2 separate regions of the Triticum aestivum genome follow, and region 1 is linked to region 2. The links are chromatin contacts, called in public HiCAR-type maps. All regions are on one chromosome and are shown on one strand. Each heading gives the region's core, a stretch centred on a gene start, on an enhancer-like site or on the middle of the called end of the contact. The rest is flanking DNA. Distances are from core to core; before and after follow the strand shown. Region 1 holds the start of LOC123071920 (protein NRT1/ PTR FAMILY 2.12). Region 2 holds the start of LOC123071917.

Evidence for each region. HiCAR-type assays count read pairs that join an accessible place to other places.
Region 1: a contact with region 2 is called in a HiCAR-type map of leaf, with 9 times the contacts expected there. The contact joins the promoter of LOC123071920 here to the promoter of LOC123071917 in region 2. A contact is called at or near these places in 1 of 5 Hi-C or Micro-C datasets (leaf) and 1 of 1 datasets of contacts at active chromatin or transcription factors (leaf).

The regions. Positions count from the first base shown.
Region 1 is chr3B:710,453,766-710,459,340 of IWGSC CS RefSeq v2.1, reverse strand. It overlaps LOC123071920 (protein NRT1/ PTR FAMILY 2.12), which reads right to left and starts at 2,206. Exons shown (of 4, transcript XM_044495499.1): 1 at 1,902-2,206; 2 at 623-840; 3 at 1-218. The coding sequence starts at 2,022. LOC123071921 (glycine-rich RNA-binding protein 4, mitochondrial) reads left to right here. Exons shown (of 5, transcript XM_044495500.1): 5 at 574-845. The coding sequence ends at 594.
Region 2 is chr3B:709,691,440-709,697,115 of IWGSC CS RefSeq v2.1, reverse strand. LOC123071917 reads left to right here and starts at 2,001. Exons shown (of 2, transcript XM_044495498.1): 1 at 2,001-2,584; 2 at 2,698-3,052. The coding sequence starts at 2,108. The coding sequence ends at 2,748.

The DNA.
Region 1 (5,575 bases), core at 957-3,456, 760 kb before region 2:
CTTTTTTCATCAGTCATATCGAATTGGTCTACTCCAAAGGGCAAGCTGCATGGTCGGATTGCTCCACCGCCGATGGTTAGAAACGCTAGAGATATGTATAGCACGCTCAGCTGGAGTGTTGATGGACTGTTGCAGTGACCACCCAATTGGGCTGTCTGACTGCAGCCTGGTGGTTTGAGAGCTGGAACTGATGCAGACAAAGTCAATCCCAGCATCCCCTGTTTTCACAGCAAATAAATATGCAGATTAGACTGTGAGCAATGCAAAACCTATTAGTTGCTGACATATGCAAAAATCTTGTAGTATAGTTCACATTTTTATAGTGCATGATAGTAAATCCTTAGAACAGCTAACCCAGTAAATAAATGCCATTTGCTGAGACATCAAGTTTTGTTGCGATAATAAGCAGATAAAATGTTAGCCATTGCCTGTGGTTCGTTGCACATGCTATTTCTCATATTAAGCAATCAATAATGCTGTTTTTCTAAAAGCATAATGCTGTCTATTTCGTTCATTCGTTAGACTTATTTTTTCAATGACGACTTATCTCACATTTCCTTTTGCCAATACAAGCAGGCGAAACAAGACGACTAAAAGAACTTTGACCGTGGCACGGACATACCAGGAGGCTAAAGAAGGATCCGTAGGCCAGGGTTCTGAACCTTCCCAAGTAGGCGTCGGAGATGAAGGCGCCTAGTAACGGCGCAAAGTTGAGCGTACCGTAGAAAATGTTGGTGATGTTTGCTGCCGCGAGCTTCCCAATGTTGTAGCGGTTGACAAGATAGACCGTGAGATTTGCTGCCACCCCAACTGACCCCACCTTCTCAAATGTCTCGGTTGCTGCATAGAATGGAAGTGTCTGTCGGACGCGGCTAATCTGCACCCGAGCTCATATGCTCCCGCATGAACAGTAAAATCGAAAAAAATTCAAAAAATTCCAAATTTCTTTTGAGAGAAACATTGACAAAAGTTTTAAGTGCCTGCAAAAATTCGTCATGAAATCAAATTCCTAGAAGGCGTGGCAAAAAAAACAAAAATAGTACTCTAAAAAAGCTACTTTCAAACGCATTTTGAAGCACTGAATTTGTTTTTTTTGCCACGCCTTACAGGAATGTGATTTCATGATGAATTTTTGCAGGCACTTAGAACTTTTGTCAATGTTTCTCTCAAAAAAATTGGAATTTTTTGAATTTTTTTCGATTTTTTTTCGATTTTACTGTTCATGCGGGTGCATATGAGCTCGGGTGCAGAATGGACTTTTCGAGTGTCCGTCACATTTCTTTCCTAGTACGGTGACTAAATAGTTTGTGCGGTGTTCTGGAAATTACAAAATGACTCTGCTTTATTACAGTAGAAGTTCACAATTCTGTCGTTGTGGTCCATAACTTTGTGCGAATAAAAAAGATCCTAAAATATAAATCAAACGAATCAGCTAATCATAAGACCGTGGTACACATCTGTCTACTGCATTGAATGTGTGATAATTGTGGTAGCAACCTCGCAATCTTTAAGCTCGTAAATGTTTGAGATTTGCCAATCTGTCCCTAAATGCCATGGAAACATATGACCAACCATTCAACGCGGCACGGGCGAATCTAATCCTTGATCTTCCCTATATGAGTCAAACAGCTACTAGAATTAATTGTTGGACTCATTTTTCCTTTGCCGGGAAAGCCAGAATTAGCTTTTTGTTTTCGTTTTTGTGGAAATTGTTCATGGCCATCATGATGAGCTTGCTAGCTCGGCCGTCTGGAGGTAGGGATGAGCTCCTGGACTGTACGACGGGGCGAGGTAGAGGTCTTAAGCCAGTGGAAGAAACCAAAGCAGACTGAGAGATGGAGAGATCCACACGGGAATGGAGTAGAAGTGAACTTGTGAAGCATACACATACTCCTACATACCTATGATGAAGGGCATGCACCTCCACCCCAGCGGCTTCCTGCCGCCCCGCCTTGCGCCAGTGCCGCCGGTGCCCTCCTCCAGCAGCGCCTCGCCTCCACCCATCTCCACCTCCGCAGCCATGTCTCTGTCCCAAGCCTCGGCTCTCAAGCGAAAAACGGCCCGCGGGACACAGGGGCAAGCGACGTGGTATCTCGGAATTTAAGGATGGCTGCCTGCGCCTACGTAATCCCGCCAGGAAGCAAGCACAGAGCGCTTCGGCTTTTTAGGCGTTGTCAATCTCGTCATTCGTTTCGGTGCCGTCGCTCGCGTCGCTAGGATATGTCCATGGATATGCAGCATATCATGTCAAAAATAAATAAATAAAATATATCCTCATGCGGCGCGCATGAGTAGGTGGAGGAGGAGGCCACCACGCATCCTCGTAATAACGTGTCGCCTCGCGATCGAAACCGCATCATCCGTTGGAGTATCTCGCTTTCAATTGCGTGGAGTGATTTCAGTGTCAGTGCGTGGGCTGGTAACCGTCGGCTTCCTCACTCCCTCGGCGGCACTTGATGGCAGCGTATACGGGGACGGTGGAGTTCTGGTTTTCTTCTTGCGTGGAGTGATTTCAGTGTCACTGTGTGGGCTGGTAACCGTCCCTCGGCGGCACTTGATGGCAGCGGATACGGGACCGACGCTCGGTGCAGCTCTTGGTTTTTTTCTTCTTCTTCTTCGGTGGACTGCGTCAACGGCGACGTACTACGTGCTGAGTGAGCGGAGTACAGCTGGCTGGTACGTATGGCCACGGCCCATGCTTGTGATCGATCGAGCCGAAATGTTGGACGTCAGGTACCTCATCCTGGGGATGCACATGCATCACAGTACCTCGGTCTATCATATGACCGAGTCGACGACCCATCTTTTCCTTCCCGAGCTATCAAGGGCTCTTGTCGTGGCTCATGTGGACCTGTGTCCTGTGCCTGGACTGTTTTCGATCTTAGGGGCGTTGGATCCGGTTTCCTGCTCCATCGCATGCGCGCGTCCATGGATAATCGGATATGTAGGATTTCTATTTTGAAATCAAGCAATTTGACCGCTCACACCAGCCCGGCTGTGCGGCGACATATCTTATCTTGCGGCTATTGTTGTAGGTCTCCAGTAGTCAGCAATTCGAAGGATAGTAGTCCATATCATGTTTTAAAGTTCTTTGTATTAATTTTTAGGGAGTATCTAGAACTCATTTAGGTGAGATATAATTTGGTCTCATTCATTTTGAAAATAAGAACAGATACAACCCATGTCAGCACACACACATCTTATAGCACCATATCCAATTACTATAAAAGGTGAATGAGACCAAATTATATCTCATCTAGATGAGTTCTAGCAAAACTGAATTTTTATGTGGAGAATAAACTCTAGCACTAATTTAAAAGGAATAGTTGTAACCATTTTTACCTTTTGAGCGTAGTAGACCCAGTATGGGATCCAGCTTATTGAGTCAGGGTGGGCCAATAGTGAAACTGTAAGAATTTGCTTTTACAACTATTTTTTTAATTTCTTTTGCTATGATATAAAGCAATTGGAAAAATCCTAGGCCCTCTGTCCACCCTCTGGCTCCGCCACTACGTACAATGGTTGTAATCATGTGCAATGGCTATATCTCGCCTATTGCGAGTAATGAGGACTGCTCACATGCAATCAGTTTCCACGTGGGTTGACCTTGTAAGACTTTTTTTTGTTTTCTTCCTAGGTTTTGGGTGATTTTTCAAAGGATCCCTGTTCTAGTGCGTTTGTGTTTTTTCATTCTATTCCAATGTTTTTCTTGTTTTTTCTTCACTACTCTTTATTTTTACTTTTTATTTAATTATCCATTTCCTCTGTTTCCTTTTGGGGGAAACGTAAATATTTATTTTACACATACACAATCGTTTTTAAGATGGATGATTTTTTTATTTTCTAAAAAATTAAAAAATATATATTACATAATTTTTCAATTATATGAAGACTTTTTGAAATGCATGAACCTTTTCATTAACTACATGAACCTTTAAAAAAATATGGAACAATTTTATAATTAAATGTTTATAAAAATAGATGGGCACTTCTTAAATTTGTACTAACATTTAAAAAATTTGTGGGCACATTTATAAAATTGCACATTTATTAATAAAATTGGACACTTATTCAATTACACACATTTTTTTTAAAATTACAGAAGATTTTTAACATACATGTGAACATTGTTTTTGAAACATGTGATCACAATTTACATTTTACTTTTGTTTTCCAAAATTAATGAAGTAAACATATTTCTTGATATATATTTTCTTATGAACGATTTTTTAAAAATAAAGAAGGAAATTACCTATTCGTTTTTTTTTGGAATTGTTTGGATTGCTTACCACATGTCTCACGTGGTAGGAAATTACCTATGCTAATAGACCATACTTATTGCAACAGCTATGGGCATCATCTGCTTCATGTTTTGCAGCGAGCGAGATATAGACAGACGCGCCCGTAAGCATGTGCAGACTGTCCTGACGGCCGAAGTATATGGGCCCAGCAGCTATCATGTCAATAGACCAGTACTAGGCCTCAGCCAGTGGACCGAATGCTGGTCCAAGCATTGACATTTTCTCTGATTTAACTTTTTTGCTTTCTCAAAATAACCCGGGATTTCAAAAAAAAAAATCACCAAAAAAATTGTTCATGATTAAAGAAAATCAATTTCAGGAAATGATAAATGCTCACATATCAAAAGAAAGTTCAACAAATTCAAAGAATGTCCATGATTTCAAAAGAATGAACATTTTTTTTATTTTGACGAGAATTTTCTAATAATGACGAACATTGTTTTGTATTTGATGAAACAAATTTTGAATTTGGCGAATTTGGCGAACATTTTTTGAACTTGATGAACAAAAGCTGTATTAAAGAAAAAAACTGAAAATTGGATGAATAAAATTTTGATGAACATTTTTAAAATATGATGAACAAAAATTTAATTGATGAATATTTATTTTTTGAATTTTTGAACATATCTTTTTTCCATTGATGAACATTTTTTGAATTCAATGAACTAAAAAGTGTTCTCGAATTTAAAAATAAAATTCATAAAAAGTGAAAAGTGAAAGTGAAAAATTATGTAAGTAAAAAAAATCATGATTTCAAAAAAAATGTTCACAATTTAAAAAAAAATCATGAATTTGGAAAAATATGTTTGCTATATGAAAACAAAAAAAAAGAAACAGAAAAATGCATGAATTTTAAAAAGATTACCGCAAACTGAGAAAATAAGAATAAAAATGAAAAAACGAAAAAAGAAACAAAAACAGTTACATAAAAGAAAAGAAAAAACAAAAAAAGAAAAAACTGAAAGAAGAAAAGAAACCAGAAAAAAACTGGTTCAGGGAAGGATCTAGAACCTTCCCAAAACCGGTTTGGGGGTGAATCCCAAAAATGGCCAGCCCATAGAAATTCCAGCGGTGGAGAGGTGGTACACGCTATGTGGATAGCGAGCGACCTACGCGCCGTATAGGGATTGCCCATTTTCACCCCCAAATGTGGCCTCATAGACGAATACCCCCTCTAATATCCACTAGCAGGTAGAAGGCTCGGCGGCACGCCGAGCCCATCATGAAGCACGTGTGCATGGCTGTGTTGTTTTTCTTATGAAAGAAAAGAATAC
Region 2 (5,676 bases), core at 752-3,251:
ACAAAGTACATGGATGATCTCGATGATCTAGCAAGTGTATCGAAGGGTGAAAGTATGATGATGTATCATGCCTGTCGACTAGACCAGCCTCACATTATATGGGGTAAAGAGGCCTAAGGTTACACATAATCTAGTCGGCTACGACGGTTGAGAGTCCTCCGTGATCTCTAGTTCGGCTTGCCATGGACATCAAGTCAATCCTTCCTTCTTAGGGAGGCCCCAAACAAAGTAGCAGACCCAGTGGTGGAGCTACACCCCAGGCTTGAGGGGCCTGGGCCCAGGTCATGGCACAAAAAGTCTTTGTTCAGTGTAGCATTTTTTGCACTGTTTTGTACTATAGATTACTGTAGCTGTGAAGCAGGCCCGGGGCCTAGGGCTAGCCTGGCTCCGCCCTTGAGCAGACCCAAGCCATACTACGCTATGGGAGGCCTCTACTCGTCATGGTGGGCCAACTTATGGTGGCCTGAGGTACCCCCAATACATAACACCATCATCATCGATAGGGAGGAGAATTGAACTTCCGCCATCCTCATTTGAATGTAAACAACCAGGCACACTGATTTATCGATGACAATTGAACAATAACTCCAAGAAAATACTCATGTCTCCAGATGACCATTGTAGAATGGAAAATCTAACATTTCATTGTATGTACGTTATCGTCACAAAGAAAGAGGAAGAATAAACCAACAAGAGGTAGGGGCTCACAAAGTGATAAAAACGTCAAATCGTATCAACTCGGCGTGATTGCTTGACCGAGACACCATCACCGTTCTTTGCACGAAAAGGGGTGTCTATGGAAAACCAAAGAAGGAAGATGAGCGAGAAGGTACGTCGGCAAGTTGTACAACAAAGAGAAGCAGGGAGATGAAGAAGGTGGGAGGCAGAGTTGGCGGTGGCATGAGCAGGTGGAACTAGCCAACTAGGGAAAGATGAGGGGAGGGGGGAGGGAATTTGAAAGACCAAGCGAGTGAGACAAATAAAGGAGGAGCTAAGTAGTGGTAGAGGAAGACCAACAAAGACAGAGGAAAAGTATCGTTAAAAAGACAAAAAAAATCTGTATGAGAGAGTAGCATGTAAATGAGGGTAGATGTAAACTCGTAGTCTAATTTGTTTGGCTTACGTTTTTTCTTGTGAAAGAAAAATTCTCTGCCTTCAATAAAAATATGATATGTAAAAACGTTCTTTCGAAAAGAAAAAGACAAAGGAAAAGTTGTATAATCCTGTTTAGTGTGCATGCTGATGAATCACGACAAATTCGCCGCACATATAAATGTGTTTTTGTCAGCCACATGTCGACGACAGAGTGTCGGAGAATCGAACTTGCATACGTTACATTTTCCATCTTACATCGGTAACGGACTTTTTCTTAAGAGTAATGTGCATCACAACTTTATAGAAGGGATGTCAATTATTTTTGAAAGCTGTGTTTGATCAACAATGTTGGAAACAGTTTATTTCGGATTTATTTTTTGGCTTTAGTACGTGAAAAAATGACTAATCATTGGCCGAAACAAAAGATGCCGATCGAGGTCCCGATTGGCACGCAACGCAAGCATTGCACGTGACCATCACATCACACTTCCGCTCCTCGCGGAATTTCCGGAACGCTCCCTGTGCCACGACGGAGTTCCCTGTAGATTCCTGCAACATACTGTATCCTCCGCATGGGCAAACCGTGACCGGATCCTCCGCACGGCATCGATCAGACCAGCTGAAACACGATAGGCAGCAGTAGTGGCGCCGAGAACGACTCAAAAGCAGTTTGCTGGGCAGCGAGATGGCGGAAGGAATTAACGGCCTGCGCCCGCGAAACACGCACCCCAAATCGCGAGTCCACCAGCTGATGCGACACGCTGTTATCGCGCGGCTTAATTGAAAGCGGGGAGGGGCGGCCAATTTGGCCTAATAAATTAAAACGCTGGCAGGTAGGCCCGGCCGGACGGGCCGCGTCCATCCCCGTAGATTATTTCATTCGGCCTCCCCCTCCCCTCGGCTGTTCGGTTACCTCAATTATTGCTAAGCGTCTCCCCATCCGCCCCTCATCTCCTCCCCATCCGCCCCCATCTCCCTTCCTCCACCCCTCCACGGCGGCTCTCCATTGGTAATGGCGATGGCGGCGTCGTGGTGGGCGCTGCTGGCGGCGGCGGCGGTTGTGGCGGCGGCGGGGTGCGGCGAGGCGGCGCCCACGGCGGCGGCGGAGGCGGCGCACGACGTGCTGCAGACCCACGGCCTCCCGCGCGGGCTGCTCCCTGCGGGGATCGCGGCGTTCTCGCACGACCCGGCCACCGGCCGGTTCGAGGCGGTCCTGGAGTCCCCCTGCACGTCGCGCACCGAGGTCGGCCTGCGGTACAACATCACCGTGGCGGGGCAGATCAGCTATGGCCGGATCGCCGAGCTCTCCGGGGTGGACGCTCAGGACCTATTTCTCTGGTTCGCCGTGCGCAGCATCCGCGTGGACGTGCCCTCCTCCGGCGTCATCTACTTCGATGTGGGCGTGGTCTACAAGCACTTCCCGCTGTCGTTCTTCGAGGCGCCGCCGCCGTGCGTGCCCACCCCGCTCATCCTCCTGCAACCACATCAGGTAGCACCATCGCATCATCCATGATATCCCCTCCCCATCGATACTCCCGTTTGTAGTAGTACAGTTGCAACCTCCTAACAACCTTCTTGAATTGGTCTTCTCTGTCGCCGCAGATTAGGGGCGACGGATCGGTGGTGGAAGACGGCGCCGCGTTGCAACAATGATGGGACGGATTCCATGATTTCATCGTGGAGACGCAAACCAGAAATCGCAGTTTTGAGAGGTGATCGGCCGGCCGGCGGGCGGACGGCCGGCTAGTGTGCAGATAGATAGACGTGGTCATTCATTGTGTTTGCTACTCGTCACCTCATCACTCTGTTCCTGTCGTCGTTCTTGTCCTCTGCGGCCAAAGTCAATCGGCGGCCGGCGGGAGCTGCCTGCGTGTACTCCTCCGGCGTCCGGCCGACTGTCATATTTTTCACGGTAATGGATGATGTGTAGTGTATATGTTAAAAGTTTTTTGTGTGATCCTGATCTTCGTTGGGTTCTACATATTATTCCTCGAATCTAGGGTGATACAGCGTCAGTGTCTTTTCTCCTCACTCCCTCACTCTGTCAAATCCAACCGAACTGAATAGTCCCTTTGCCAGGAACGTGTCGTGATTCCCTGTACTAGCGCCTCTATCGCCTGACCACTGGCATCCAGTGTGATGGATTCGCCGCAGCATCTCGTTCCCATTCACCATGATGTGAAAGGGATCAGTCACGAAGCAGTGTAGTCAATCTAGCTCGGTTCGTTTTCTTTTTCTTTTATGGGACGGTGTTGTTGTTGACTTGTGCAATTCTAACATCCCGATTACTATGAAGAAATACTAGTACTAGCAAATTTATCCACCTTGGAGTGCTAGTATCTTAATGACCCGTCGTTGCGTGTGACGTGAAACCGGCAATCAATCAGCACACTCGTCCGTTCCTCCTCCCTCGGAGATCGCGGTGGTCGTACTAACTGCCACGGTTAACTACTACTCGAGCCAAAAGCGCTCCGGCCAGCACACAGTCAATGCAGTACGCAATCGCAAAGGAGGCACTGGCACCTGGGCCATAGTCGACACTCAGCACACCGGGCCCCGTGTCAGTGAGCGCGTGCGTACGCTCCCACGCGGCAGTGCTCCGGGTTGGAAACCGGAACGGGGCAACGGCGAGGGAAGTGATGATGATGGGATAAGCTGGAATACGGAGGGGGCGACGGGCGAAGCAGGGGCATGTGCGATGGGTGGCAATGATGGGAAATGGACAAGTGTGTCCACAGCGGCGCGGCCAGCTGCCGCGGCCGGGCTGGTGCAGTGGGTGGGACGCCGGGGGTATATAAATCCGGCAAAGACGGGGCACCTGGGGTGTCAGCCAGCGCCGGGCGCCCCCGTCGTTTTCTCCTGCGCCGTCAGCCGCTGCCGGCCGGCCGGCGACGTGGCCTTCGTTTTTGGGTTTGTTGGCAGCCGATAAGATAGCGAATTGGTTGGTCGGGATAGGGTTGATGCAGGAGTTGAGAGCGAGTCCTCCGGCCGGCGCGGTCAGCTTGCATGTTACGGGTGTCCTGTTGTGGTGATATCGAGGAAAAACAGATTCTTGGATTTGAAACATTCAGCTCACATATTAAGTTATCTTATCATCCACAACCAGATCAACCATACACATTTACATCCTGGTGGCTTGAGGCACGCAAGGTTATCCCTACAAGGCAAAAGAGAGGCTTAGACTCTTTGATCTTGTGGCTTGGTCCATATGGAAACAAAGGAATGCTCGAGTGTTCGGGCGCACGGACCAGCAGAGGAGCATACAACAATTGACTTCACAGATCATGGAGGAGATACGAGATTGGCACACCGTGGGAGTCGGACGTTTACAGTATTTTGTGAGAGAGTAATCTACATGTGTTGTTTTGGTGTTGGTGTAGCTAATGGGATGTTCGCATCCATGTTTAGCATCTTGTAAATATTTATTCTCTTTTATAAAAATATGGTACGTCATTGGCGTACTTTCGAAAAAAAAGTTATCTTATCATGATACTTACACACATTGGATCAATTCAAGGGTTCAATTGAGCCTCTGGGGCGGTTCATGGGACATGTGCATGAAGTCTTTCTGGCGGTCATCAACAAGGTTAGAGCATCTACTTGCAGACTCCTTATTTTGACTGGGCAGACGATCTGGCCAGTGACCGGTCAGTTTTTTTCCGACGCAATCGACCTCCTCAAACACCCCATATACGTCTAGGTTAACCGGCACTCCTTGTATCTGAGTAAAATGCACAGAACCACTGCTTTCACGTCACGTCTCTTACAAAACCACAACTTTAGAAAACGCAACACTTTACACCGCAACGAAATTTTGATGGTGGCAAAAAATACTGAACTGAAAAATGAGCCCGTTTTGATGTGGCCAATCACGCGTTGGCCGACAGCGGTGACGGCGCCGCGCTAACGACCGTATGGGACCACGCCAGTCGGGCCGTTCCCTAAAGGGAAACAGTGTCGTTCTCATCCTCTCCTCTGGCTCCCCTCCGCCTCACCCTCCTCTGCCTCACTCCCCTCTGCCTCGTTCAGTTGTGGTGATGTCGATGAAAAACAAATTCGTGGATTTGAAACATTCAGCTCATATATTAAGTTGTCTTATCATGATACTTACAAACCTCTGACCAATTCCGGTTCCAATGTGGTTCATGGGACATGTGCATGAAGCCTTTCCGGTTGTCATCCACAAGGTGAGAGCATCTACCGGCAGGCTTCTTTTTTTTGACCTGGCCAGTCACCGAAGAGGGCGGCCGCGACGCAAAGGCCGGCTCGCAAAGAAGCAGGCACGCGTCATCCCTCGATTGGCCGACATGGTCTCCTCCTCACCCGAGAGCGTCACAACCACAACTCCGACGACACCCCTCCCGCCGCCGACGCCTATGCAGAGGGCTACAACCGCTCTGGTGACCGCAAGGGCAGGGGACCGGCGAGGAAATGGTGATTTTTTCGACGCCCCTGTCCATCTCCGTTTAGTATTTAGTTATCTTTAGTATGAATCTACGTCTGTTTGGTTTGATGAATAGTCTTTTATGATCGGCAAGTTGTGATGCTATGCCCTTATGGAATTATGTTGATATGTGTCCA